Linked DNA regions of Sus scrofa: region 1 is linked to region 2. The links are chromatin contacts, called in public Hi-C maps. All regions are on one chromosome and are shown on one strand. The core of a region is the stretch at or near the end of the contact, and the rest is flanking DNA. Distances in the headings are between cores, read along the strand shown. Region 1 overlaps MSI2 (RNA-binding protein Musashi homolog 2-like). Region 2 overlaps MSI2 (RNA-binding protein Musashi homolog 2-like).

Region 1 (6,451 bases), core at 372-2,871, 150 kb before region 2:
TCCACGGGAACCAGCGGGAGGAACGATTAACTCACTGCAGAGGATAGCCCCTAAGGCCTGCAGTCCACACAGCAGGCTTATTACCTATTAGCGCAGGCCCCAAGGATCTGATCTGTGAGCTATCAGTTTGCCTGTTAGCATCTGAAGTGATGGCATTTCTTTATGTTCGTGAAATAAGACCAGGCGTATTTTTCCCCCCAGTACAATATATTTAAAAGATGGCTCTTGGAGGTCCCAGGTGGCCTAGCAGTTAAGGATTCACTGCTGTACCTACTGTTGGCTCAGGTTTGATTCATGGCCCAGGAACTTCTGCCAGGACATGGGTGTGGCCAAAATGAAGAAATCAATTAACAAATAAAAGACAACGCTCTTCTGCCCTCCAGAAAGCTGACCAACCTTTGCAGCACTGGGTGCATTCTATGGGGACGCTGGCGTCACTGCGTCTGTTGTGACAGCACAGAGCCAAGGAAGGGCTCTGGCACCAGCTCTGTGCTTCCATGCACCTGGTTCTGGGCCAAGGCAAAGCTAGGGAGGACGTGTGGCGTCCCCGGGCCAGCGCCCATGGTGGACTGGCTTGGGATCAGCAAAGGGTGCCTTCCGCCCCCTGTAGAATGTTCCTTCCGTGTGCAAAGGACTCGTGAAAACCAAAATCCATGAGTCTGTAGGGTGTGACCTCAGAGATGTCACTCAACCACCTAAGTTCCGAGGACAAGATCCACATGAACACAGCACGTGGCAGACAGCAGGGCTCAATCACTGTTTACTGGACGGATGGATGGATGGATGGATGGACAGAAAGGGGAACAACCGCTGTCACCTGCTGAAACTCCTATATACCAGGTGTTATTTATTTATTGATCATTTAATTTTTTTATGGCTGCACTCATGACATATGGAAGTTCCCTGGGCCAGGGACTGAATCCCAGCAGCAGCTGCAACTGATGTCACCAGGGTGGCAATGCTGGATCCCACTGCCTTGGGCTGGGAATCGAACCTGCACCTCTGCAGTGACCCGAGCTGCTGCAGTTGGATTCTTAACCCACAGCACCAGAACGGGAACTCCTATCAGGTGTTTTTAGATGCTTTTTCATCGACTCTGTAGTAATCACCATCCGAAGAAGTATTCTTATGCCCCTTTTACAGCGGAGGAAACTGAGACTCAGAGAGTTAAGCCACTTACACACCGATTAGTTAAGTGGAAAGAAAGAGAATGTGAATCCAGGCTTCTTGGACCCCAAAGCTACAAACTCACATCATGAACAAACCAATCCTCTTTGGCCGTCAGTGGCCTCATCTATAAAACGACGGTACGGCCATCAGCTGGTGTTAGGAGGGCACCTTCCAGGCCTCTAAAATTCTGAGTAAACATGCAGGCGACCCCTCTCTGGGTGACAGGTCACTGCCTTTGAGGATCAAGGAAGGAAGGCTGCTCTTGGTGACAGGACCATGTTCTAAGTGCCAGGCTGTAGATTTCCCACCCTTCTGTCCCCCCACTCTGCAGCTGGCCCGCCTCCTCCCCAGGGAGGGGCCCAAGAAGCACAAAGCAGCCACTGGGCAAAGGTTCACAGCACTGTTTGTTTGCAGCTTGGATGAAAGGCCAGGAAGAGGTGGGGGCGGGAGAGGCTGTGAACCACTGGTTCAAACTCAGTTCATGCGGGATTTCCCAGAAGCAGCTGCACAGACTTGGATATGCTGGGATGGACAACAGTGAGACCGGTGAGCAGGAGCAGAGATGTGGCATGTGTGCTACGCAGGGCCACTCGGGGCTGAAAGCCTTCAGGGAATGGAGACCTGGGTGAAGGAGCCGCAGACAGCCCGTGCTCCAGGTAGATGGGCAAGAACATCAAACGCTCCCCCCACCGCCCGGGCAAAGCCCTCTCTGAAGCACCCATCCCAGCCCCACTGGCATCTCCCCACCTTGGGGCAGTGGTCCTGGGTCATGGGGTCTCGCCTCATTGCCTAAGGAGAGACAGTGGAAGAGCCAGCAGCTGCCACACCTGATGCCACAGCTGCACAGATCGCCTGGGCAGCGTTCTCATCGGGAGCCAAGGCACTGACTCCCTGCCATTGCGTTGTCCCCAAGGTGGTCCCCGGAAAGTCACGTCCCCACCCAGAAAGGCAGCAGCTCTGTGTGGTGCAGGAGGGCAGTGGTGGGCTTTCCATCTGCCCACACCATTGCTCCCACTGGAAGTGGGGTAAAAAACTGGCCTGTCTCCTTCCTAGGTGCTCAGAAAACAAAACCCCACAACTCATCCTCTGGCCGAGATCAGATAACGAAGAACCAGATGCAAGAGCACACTTGTAACCACTGACAACCACCTCCTCTACGGCGCTCCTGCTAGGAACGATACAGACATTGTCCGAACGAAGCCCTCAAAACCCTAGGAGGCTGGAGTTACCACTACCTCGTTCTGCGGAGCGAGAGTCTGAGACTCAGAGAGGTTAGGTAACTTGGCTAAGGTCACTGGCCGGCACGTGGTTGAAAGCTGGGGTTTCCAAAGTCAGGCAGTCTGATCTCACAGTCCTTGCTTCCCAACCACTTTTTTCCACAAACGCGATGGTTTGGAAGGGGTGGGAGGAAGCAGTACAGAGGGAAGAGGTTTGGATGCTGTCCACGAAACAGACTGTGCAAATCCCCGTAAATCCCCATGGAGTCTAGTACGAGTCCTCCCCCGACCCCTCCGGGGCTCTGTGGAGGGTACAGGACACTGCCCTCCCCTCGGCCCCTGGACTTTCAGCAGAGAGCTTAGGACACGAGAATTCTCTCTCTCTACCGCCATCCCCAAATATTTAAAAGGAGCAAATTTCCACCCCCAGAGATTATTGCGAGAAGCCAGCTGGCAAGGCAAGTGATGAAGATGTTACGCAATGAACTGCTTCCATGTACTGTAATAGCTTTTCACGTTTGCTACTGTACCGGGAGATACCAAACAGCCATCTGAAATCATCTCCTCCGTTGCCCCATCGCTAGTTTTCCAGGGTCACACGTGTTTCTACTTTAAAGCCCGTTAACATGGTATGTTCAGTGCAGAAAACCAGATGGCTGGGAGCCCTCAGAAAACCCGCCTGGCCCTTTGCAGAGCTGGTTTTACAACCCCTTCTCGCCTTCCCTCGGATAGACTGATCGGGATGGATCGTGGCTAAGGAGTCGCCGAGACGAGGACCCTGCCCAGTTTGGAGACCCTACTCCTGTTCTGTGACGCCTCTGCAGGGACGCAGGCCAGCCTGGGGCGGTGACCCCTGGACCACGGCAGCCATACGCCCTCCAGACGCCCAGCTGCCCTGGCCCTTGGGCAGACACGGGCTGGCACCAAGCAGAGGCGGGAGGGGTGTGTCTGAGAAGCTGAAGCAGGACAGGCGTCTTTGGGCTGTAAGCTGTCATGAGTGAGGTGGGCTCAAACGGTCCCTTTAGTCTCCATCTGCCTAGTCCGTGGCCCTTAGGATTGATATATTTACCACGAGGGGCCACGTGGCTGTGCACAGGCCTGAGGCAAGCCCTGGGTGGCAAGAGCCAGACCGCCCACCTCCGCACACACGTCATCAGCCTCCAATCAATCCCCAGCCAGACCGCCCACCTCCACACACACGTCATCAGCCTCCAACCAATCCCCAGCCAAACCGCCCACCTCCACGCACACGTCATCAGCCTCCAGCCAATCCGCAGCTGGGGAAGCTGGCCTTGCTACAGACCGTCTGCCGCTGATGTGGATCAGATGAAGTGGGGGAAACCACCTTGTCAGCCAGGGAGGTGCAGGTGGGACAGGAGAGGAGGGAAAAGGGGCTTGCCCTTTTTTTTCCCCCACCACCCTTCTCATTTCCTTAGCCTTAACTCTGTACATGCTGTCCTCATGTGGGTGTCTTTTAGCCCAAATGCTCCCTCCAAGGTCAGTGGAGCAGGTAACATCCCGTTTTGAAGTTCTCTTAATGTACACACCTATTTTGGACACTAGGTAATGTTCCTTCTGTGGGACTGATATAGGCTGATGTGAATAAAAACCACCCAAGAGCCTCTGCGTTCTTTTTTTTTTCTCTTCAATACCCACAAATCAATCAGTGTGATACACCACATTAACAAACCGAAGAATATAAACCACATCATCCTCTCAATAGATGCAGAAAAAGCCTTTGACAAAATCCAATACGCATTTCTGATAAAAACCCTTCAGAAAGTGGGCATAGAGGGAGCCTACCTCAACAAAATAAAGGCCATATATGACAAACCCAGAGCTAACATCATTCTCAATGGTGAAAAGCTGAAAGAATTCCTGCTGAGATCAGGAAAGTCAAGGATGTCTGCTCTCGCCACTACTCTTCAAGTATTGGGAAGTCCTAGCCATGGCAATCAGAGAAGAAAAGAAATAAAAGGAATCCAAATTGGAAAGGAAGAAGTAAAACTATCACTCTTTGCAGATGACATGATACTATACCTTGAAAATCCTAAAGATGCTACCAGAAAACTGTTGGAGCTCATCAATGATTTGGCAAAGTCCCAGGATACAAAATTAATACGCAGAAATCGACGGCACTTCTATATACTAACAATGAAAGATTGGAGAGAGAAATTAGGGAAATTATCCCATTTACCATCGCATCAAAAAGAAAAAAATACTTAGGAATAAACCTACCTAAAGAGACAAAACACCTGTACTCTGAAAACTATAAGACACTGATGACAGAAATCAAAGATGACACAAACAGATGGAAAGACATATCATGCTCTTGGATTAGAAGAATCAAGATTGTCAAAATGACTATACCACCCAAGGCAATCTACAGATTCAATGCAATGCCTGTCAAATTACCAAGGACATTTTTCACAGAACTAGAACAAAATATTTTAAAGTTTGTTTGGAAGCATAAAAGACCCAGAATAGCCAAAGCCACCCTGAGAAAGAAAAATGGAGCTGGAGGAATCAGGCTCCCTGACTTCAGACTATACTACAAAGTTACTGTCATCAAAACTGTATGGTACTGGCCCAAAGACAGAAATATAGATCAGTGGGACAGGATAGAAAGCCCAGAATTAAACCCATGCACCTACAGTCAACTAATCTATGACTAAGGAGGCAAGACTATACAATGGAGAAAAGACAGTCCCTTCAATAAGCGGTGCTGGGAAAACTGGACTGCCACATGGAAAAGAATGAAATGAGAACACTCCCTAACACCATACAGCAAAATAAGCTCAAAATGGATGAAAGACTAATTATAAGACCAGAACTATGAAACTCTTAGAGGAAAACATAGGCCAAACACTCTCTGACATAAACCACAGCAATATCTTCTCAGATCCACCTCCTAGAGTAATGACGGTAAAAACAAAAATAAACCAAATGGCACTAAATTAAACCTAAAAGTTTCCGCACAGCAAAGGAACCCTAAACAAAACGAAAAGACAACCCACGGAATGGGAGAAAATAGTTGCAGATGAAGCGACTGTCAAGGGATTAATCTCCAAAATTTATAAACACCTTCTCCTGCTCAATACAAAAAAACAAACACCGCCATCAAAAAATGGGCAGAAGATCTAAACAGACAATTCTCCAAAGAATACATACGGATGGCCAAAAACACATGAAAAGGTGTTCAACATCACTCATTATTAGAGAGATGCAAATCAAAACCACATTACACCAGCCAGAATGGCATCATCAAAAAGTCTACACACAATAAGTGCTGGAGAGGGCCTGGAGAAAAGGGAACCCTATTACACTGTTGGTGGGATTGTAAGTTGGTGCAACCACTGTGGAAAACAGGATGGAGATTCCTCAGTAAACTAAAAATAGAATTATTTGCTCTAAGAGCCTCTGCATTCTTGATGTGGGTCGGACCTCCACAGAGAGGGAGGAATCCAATGAGCTGCCTTTGCTCTCAGCCAGAGCTAGTGGTTTCTTTTCTTTCTTTCTTCTTTTCGCTTTTTAGGGCATATGGAAGTTCCCAGGCTAGGGGCTGAATAAGAGCTGCACAGCCACAGCAACTTGGGATCCGAGCCTCGTCTGCAACCTACACCACAGCTCACAGCCTTAACCCATTGAGCAAGGCTGGGGATCGAACCTACATCCTCAGGGATACGAGTTGGGTTCTTCAGCTGCTGAGTCACACTGGGAACTGGTCTAGTGGTTTAGAATTGGCAGAAGGGCTGGTCTGGGGATGGGGCAAGTGACTTAGAGTGGTGGCTTTGTTGTTGTGCCACCAGGAAAGACGAGTCTCAAAAAGCAGGGCGAGGAAGCAGCTCCAGCCAGTGAGGGCCTTGCCTCCACTTGAGCTTGATAGGCTGAGTCTCACCTGGATGCTGGGGTCTCCTAGAAACCAAAGTCCTCTGCAGTGGGGGGGGGGCAGACACCCCCACCCCCACCCTCTCACTCCAGGACCAGGGCCCAAAAGCACAGCCCAAGGGGGAACCCCACCATCGTTGCTCTTGGTCAGAAACACAATTAATAGCTTCGATCGT
Region 2 (6,687 bases), core at 3,727-6,226:
TGCTGTCATTCCTGCCACAATGGCACAGTGGAGTGGGTGTGAGAGACCATCTGGGCCACAAAACTGAAAATAGTTATTATCCGGCCCTTAACAGAGAAAGGATGCCAACTGCTATGCTAGATTCTCAGCATTTCTCCCAAGTACTCCAGGGGGTCAGGTAAATCCTGGGACAGCCACGAACAATGAGGGACAGAGCCTGATGCAGCCAGGAGCTGTCCTAAAAGGGCTCCAAGTCCTAAGGTTTTTCAAAAACAATCATGCAAATTTTGCCATCATAAATTTGGCTAATTTTGCATGCCATAATATTTGTTCTAACATAATATATGTTTTAAACAAACAACCATAAAGTCACAGTCAGCTTTCTGGAAGCTGTGCCACAGAAATCCCATGGCCCAGCACACAGCTGGCCACAGTGCCCTGCTCGGTAGGGAAGCAGCCCAGCCCAGCCCAGCTGGCAGGGTGGAGCTGCAAGCCCAAGACTTCTGGCCACGGCTCAGGTCTGCACTTTGAGCTCACAGCGATCTAGCGAAGGCTCTTGAGCAAGTCAATTATGCTCTTTCGGCCTCCCTTACCTAACTTTTTTTTTTTTTTTTTCTTTTTAGAGCCGCACCTGCAGCATATGGAAGTTCTTGGGCTAGGGGTCCAATTGGAGCTCCAGCTCCAGCTGGAGCTGTACGCTGTGCGGGCCTACACCACAGCCACATCTGTGATCAATGCCACAGCTTGCAGCAACACTGGATCCTTAACTCCCTGAGCGAGGCCAGGGATCAAACCCATATCCTCATGGATACGAGTCGGGTTCTTAACCCGCTGAGCCACAACAGGAACTCCGTTCCTAACTTTCAAATGGGGACAACGCTCTCACCCCAAATAAAAGGTTTGGGCAAACAGTGATTTCTGAATTTAACATATGCCAACTTAGTTGGAACAGAGACCTACGACAGCAATAAATCCTCCTGTTTGCTACTAAAACACACCTGTCAAGAAAGGAAATGGGTGGTCTTCTTTAAATTTTTTATTGAACAGAGTTGATTTACAATGTTGTGTTAGTTTCGGTATTTTTCAGTTATACACACACACACACACACACACCACACCACACACACACACACATATATACATATATTCTTTTCCATTATGTTTTATCACAGGATACTGAATACAGCTTCCTGTGCTATACAGAAGGACCGTGTTGTTTCTCCATTCTATGTATAATGGTTTGCATCTGCTAATCCCAAACTCCCAGTCCAACACTTCCCTGCTCCCTCTCCCCCTTGGCAGCCACAAGTCTGTTCTCTGTATCTGTGAGTCTGTTTCTGTCTCGTGGATAAGTTCATTAGTGTCATATTTTAGATTCCACATATAAGTGATCTCACAGGATATTTGTCTTTCTCTGTCTGACTTGCTGAACTTAGTATGATAATCTCTAGGTTTGTCCATGTTGCTACAAATGGCATTATTTCATTCTTTTTGATGCCTGAGTAATATTCCATTGTATATATGTACCATTTCTTCTTAATCCATTCATCTGTGAAAAGTATATTGAGATTTTCTCCATGTCTTGGCTATGAACAATAGCGCTGCTATGCACATACGGGTACATGTATCTTTTCAAATTATGGTTTAGTCCAGATATATGCCCAGGAGTGGGCTTGCTGGATCATACGGCGAGTCATTTTCGGTTTTGAAGGAACATCTGTATTGTTTTCCACAGTGGCGGCACCAATTTACATTCAGGGTGGTCTTTTTAAAAGTGAAAAAAAATACTTTTTTTTTTTTATATCAGGGAATCAGTAGGTTCCCTCACAACCACTCCTGCAACTTATCTCATTGCTTACTCTGCCCTTCTGCCATTCCCTAAGAAAGCTGATAATAAGATCATGAAGACTGCCTCTGATCATTCTATACCCTCATTTATATTTCCTGAAGGGAGAAGTAGCTTAAATTGCTTTTTTTTTTTCATATCCTAACACTCTGCAAACAATAAGCAAGTCTGAAAATATTTACCTCTGCTGCCAATTATAAAAGACCGTTAGAGACCTCCACAACCAAAAATCTCTAATTTATAACTAATCCGATTCCACAAATTACATCTCCTACTACAGACCACCTAAAAACGACTTCCTGTAAACACACCACTCTGCTGGGTTTTTTAATATAATTAAATCCTCATTTTGCTGTTTAACTCCAAGAAACTCTCTTTTTTGGCAACATAGGGGAAAATTTTTTTATTTTCAAAAGACACAGAAATAATCCCCAAGGAGGAGCCCCAGTCAGAGCCCAAAGGGGATCCTGCACTCTAAGTCAATGATGAGCTGCCTTTGCTCGGGACAGTGGGTCTGTCTGCCCTGCCTTTCCCAGGTCACTTCAGGAACACTGCCCAGACTTATTGGCCTGTGCTGGCTCCTGCCCCCTTCACCAGAGTTCAATCAGGAAGGCAGATTGACAACAGGCATGGAGGAAGTGTTCTGGAACATACTTAAATCTCCCTGGAGGTGCTCAAAGGTGTCACTCCTTGTGGTGAAAAGTTCTGGCCTCCTGTGTATTTGGGGTGAGCAACTAATTCTGGTTTGCAAGTCCTGGATCTCTGGAAACCCCTCAGGCCTCGGCAAATCAGGACAACTGGTCACCCTACCTTTATCCAGCATAGTTCTTTCTTCTCCTTACTATCAGAAATCCATCAATAATATTTACTGTGGGCCTGCTGTGCATTATCTCCCATCTGTGCCCCCTCCCACCCCCCAACCACAGCCCTTGGCAACAAGGACTCGTCAACCCTTCACAGTAACAGTCCCTCCTTCCAGATTCTTCCATCCTGGAAATGTTCCGGTCACAGACACATCCCGTGAAGAAGAAAGGGCCATCACCCAGGCTACAGAAGGTATGTGGACTTAAGGCAAATCAAATCCCACACTGCCTGGAACTCGACGCTGGTAAGACAATACGAAGTGGGGGGAAATGCAAACAGCATATGCAAAGGCAATCTATCAAATCTCCTATTTATTTTATGCAAAGTTTTCTTGGGGCTTCTTAATGCCAGTGTTCCCTTCTCCCATTTTAATCTCTGCTTCCATTTCATTCTTGGAGGCCTGTGATTATTCTAATTCAGCAGTGGGATGACTTCATTTCCGCTCAAGTACACCCAGGTCAACTTGAATCGAAAAGAAAGAGGAGGAGAAGAAAAATAATCAGCTAAAAGCTATTAAATATCAGCCGTGTGCCTCATGATTGGTTTTAAAGGCAGTGGTGAGGTTGCAACCATCAGAAACTCAACCCTTCTGCCTCTTCCTGCATAGGAACATTTTTCTGGGGCTCCCCCTCTTATGGCTTCGAATGTAAACAAAGTACCGACTGGCGGTCCACCTTCGGCTAATTCACAAACACCAGGTCTGAATGTACAGAGCTGTAAAAAACGTAGAGGCTGGTTAACTTGACAAATCTGGCTGTTCTGCGGAGAGACGAATGCTCCGAGGACAAAAAGGGAAAAAAAGGGTGGGGGGGAGAAGAGAAAGGAAGAAAAAAGCCAGGCATACGCGACCCATGTAATGGGGTATCCTATTGATGGGCTGCGGGGGTGAGCAGGCATCTCCATATCAATGTTCGCTCCACCAACAATGGCCTTGGATTTCTATGCCAAGCCTAAATGAACTGAGCGCTTTTTCTTCCGTAAGAACCACTCCTTGCACCCACTGGCACAAGCTTGAACCGTGATTTCTCAGACACTTTCGGTTCCCACTGAAGTCCATCCAGGGGGAGAAAGGCTTTCTTTCTCATGCTAACAACTCCATTGTAAGGGACGTCTTCAGAGGCTGCCAGGAGGGCTCTGGGAAGGTGAGCAAGGGCTTTAAAACCCCTGCTCCCTCTCGCCGCCGCCCAGGGAGCATTAACCCCTTCCTGCCTGCAGGCTCTCCCGCTCTGGTGGTCGTCCTCTCCATGGCCCCTTACAAAAATTAAAGAAACGTGTGGGATGAACTGGGAGTCTAGGAGTGGTCGATGCATGTAGCATGGATATACAACGAGGTCCTACTGCAGAGCACAGGGAGCCGTATCCTGTCTCCCAGGATCAAACATGATGGGAAATGAGATTAAAAAAAGAATGTGTGTTCACAGACTTTTTTCCCAAATGAGACAGGTTGGGGGGCGGGGGGGATGCATGGAGAGTTTGGGATGGAAATGCTGTAAAATCTGGTTGTGAGGATTGTTGACCCCCTATAAATGTAATAAACTTCATTAAGTAATTAAAAAATTTAATTTAATTTTAAAAGAATGGTGTGTGTGCGTGTGTATATATATATATGTACATATACATGACTGAGTCACTTTGCTGTACAGAGGAAATTGGCACAACAGCGTAAATCAACTATAATTTTTTAAAAAGTATATAAAGTTAAAACCAGACTGGAAAACACAGTTAAACAGCCAGGCCCAGAAAGTTCGGGCCTCGTTCCTCTCCCTGCTATGCATTCGATCATGCATGTGTGATCAGCCTCCTCCTCGCAAAGTTTTCCCACACTGCTACCCAGAAGGCATCCTATTTCTCTATTTGTATATTTCAAAATACTGTTAATAGAGCAATAATAATGCCTAAAGACAGCTGGCTACATTTTTATCCGCTAAGAGGGAAATGGGAAGTTTTCCTAGAAACTCACTCGTCTATTTCAGGAACTCTTTTTTTTTTTAAGCAAAAGTAAATAAATCAATCAAAGAGGACTTAGGACAAAGGAGGAGGGGGCAGGGGTTCTCAATCCGTCTATTTCGAACTCAGTTCCCTCCTCCGGCTGCTGCAGAAACCAGCTCTAGAGGAAAAAAGTTCACCCGGAAAACACAAAAGTTGTTTGGCGAGAGGGTTTCCTGGCAAAGCCCAAGGCTCGAATTACTCGTGGGCACTGCTTATTTGTTCGCAGCCACCTGGCCGGGGAGGCGGAGGCAGGCACAGGAGGCAGGATTCTCCTGTTTGCTACCTCTTGGCCCTCAGTGGCTCCGCCAGGGGTCAGAGGGCAAATAAAGTCCCCTCCCCCGTATGACACACTTCCGAAGGGAGAGACTGACACAGAGCAGGCTGGGATTTCATACAACGGGAGGACAGTGCTGGCCTTGTTCTGGGCTATTACAGGAAGAAAATTTAAAACACAAAAGTAGCCTTCAGCGTGGCCGGCCTGGGAGGGGAAAGCAACCGGCCCTTCCTGGTGCCCTCGACACTCTAGGTCAAGGTCTGAAGAACATCGATGGCCTCCCAGAGCAAAGGCCAGCCGGTGACAGGCGAAGCCCCGACACGCCGATCACTGTGCAGTGAGTTCACCTGCACGAACCACTTCAGGAGACACACCTCTTGTGGGAGCTGTGATGCCCACAAAGACACACTGGACTTGTCGGTTCCAGGTCTGGCTGGAAAGAAGCACACACCTCACGGAGCTCCGTCTGTCTCCAACTCGCATTTGGAAGCAATCAAGTCACAGTCCACAGTCCGCGCCATAGGGCAACTGGCTTATTTATTTGCTTGCAAACCTCCTGCCTCTCGCATTTCAAAGGCTTTAGGATACTTTTAGTCTGGATCTTACTCTCCTCGAACAGACATTTAGCGAAAGGAGTATCTGAGCAGCAGCGGCCCAGGGTGCCACCACGGCACCTGCGTGTAAAACCAGGAGCTAGAAAATAATTGCCACCCCCACCCCAGCACCCTCTCCCAAGACCCCACGCCCACCCCAGCACCTTCTCCAAGACCCCACACAAGCGGAATCAATGAGAAGATCTCATTATCTTAAAAGGCCCATTCATTCTTGTTCTCAATTCCCCCCCCGCCCCCCCCCGACAAAAAGTTTTTTGAGCACCATTCTCCCTAGCTCACGTTAACTTTTATGAGCCCACCCACAACCCTGGACCAACAAAAGGCCCCTTTTGGCCTCCTTTCCACAGGGCTCTTCTTTGATGAGACCCAGAGAGCTGTGACTTTCCAAAGCACCTCCTCCTGTAGGGCCCTGGCTTCCCCTCCGCCACCGTGAGGGGCTGGCCCAGGAAAGGGTTAAAGCCCTCACGTCAAACCACAAACTCAGGCACTGGCCCAGAAGGGACATGGGAACCAGGGCAGCCGAGTGATAAAGGCCGGATTGTAGCAGCCCACTGAATTGGAAATGACTTGTAGGCCTAATGAAACAGAACTTTGGCAGTAAAACAGAATGAAAGGAATGAGACAATAAAAGGCTGGAACAAAGGGTGCAGAGTCGGTTCAGCTTAGCAAAATAAGCTCACTTTGTTGGTGGGGAAAGCCAAAGCCGATTAGGATAAACCAATGACTAAGCGTAAGTCTTCCAAACTAATTACACAGTTCACCATGTGAAGTATAATTGGGAGCCTCCAGATGCGGGAGGCTGCTCTGCTTTCACGGGAGTTATATAAAGTGAGAATTACCTAGCAGCCCGGCGCCGAGCAGCCCTCTCACGGAGGTGAACAGCTGAAAGGTGCAGAACTGCTCCATCTGGGACGCAGCCGCGAATTCATTAAGTTTAAAGGCCTCTTTTTGATCTCCAAAATCCTATAAGTGAGAATTTAAGAAACCGGTACTGGAAGGAGGGGTCTAAAGGGGAGAAGGAGGAAGCTCTTGCACACGGAGTGGCTTTGATCCCAGGGCTTTTTAATTACCACGCTGGGCTCGTCCGGATGGCTGAGTGGGGGTGGGGGAAATGGGGAGGT

The links. Hi-C and Micro-C count contacts between places; a contact is called where the count stands out from the background.
Region 1: a contact with region 2 is called in a Hi-C map of liver, with 4 times the contacts expected there. The contact joins two enhancer-like sites. A contact is called at or near these places in 1 of 47 Hi-C or Micro-C datasets (liver) and 1 of 2 datasets of contacts at active chromatin or transcription factors (skeletal muscle).

Annotation. Positions count from the first base shown.
Region 1 is chr12:33,848,386-33,854,836 of Sscrofa11.1, reverse strand. All of the region lies in intron 7 of MSI2 (RNA-binding protein Musashi homolog 2-like), which reads right to left. LOC110256169 (a long non-coding RNA gene) reads right to left here. Exons shown (of 2, transcript XR_002337447.1): 2 at 5,922-6,451. Among named protein-coding and RNA genes, the nearest start is that of CCDC182, 180 kb to the left of the region's middle. Within about 2 kb of position 1,621, at least 8 of the 83 cell types and tissues checked have an H3K27ac peak or open chromatin away from gene starts, as enhancers often do. A contact at or near this core is called in liver, where this site is marked.
Region 2 is chr12:33,698,115-33,704,801 of Sscrofa11.1, reverse strand. All of the region lies in intron 6 of MSI2 (RNA-binding protein Musashi homolog 2-like), which reads right to left. Among named protein-coding and RNA genes, the nearest start is that of MSI2, 160 kb to the right of the region's middle. Within about 2 kb of position 4,976, at least 39 of the 83 cell types and tissues checked have an H3K27ac peak or open chromatin away from gene starts, as enhancers often do. A contact at or near this core is called in liver, where this site is marked.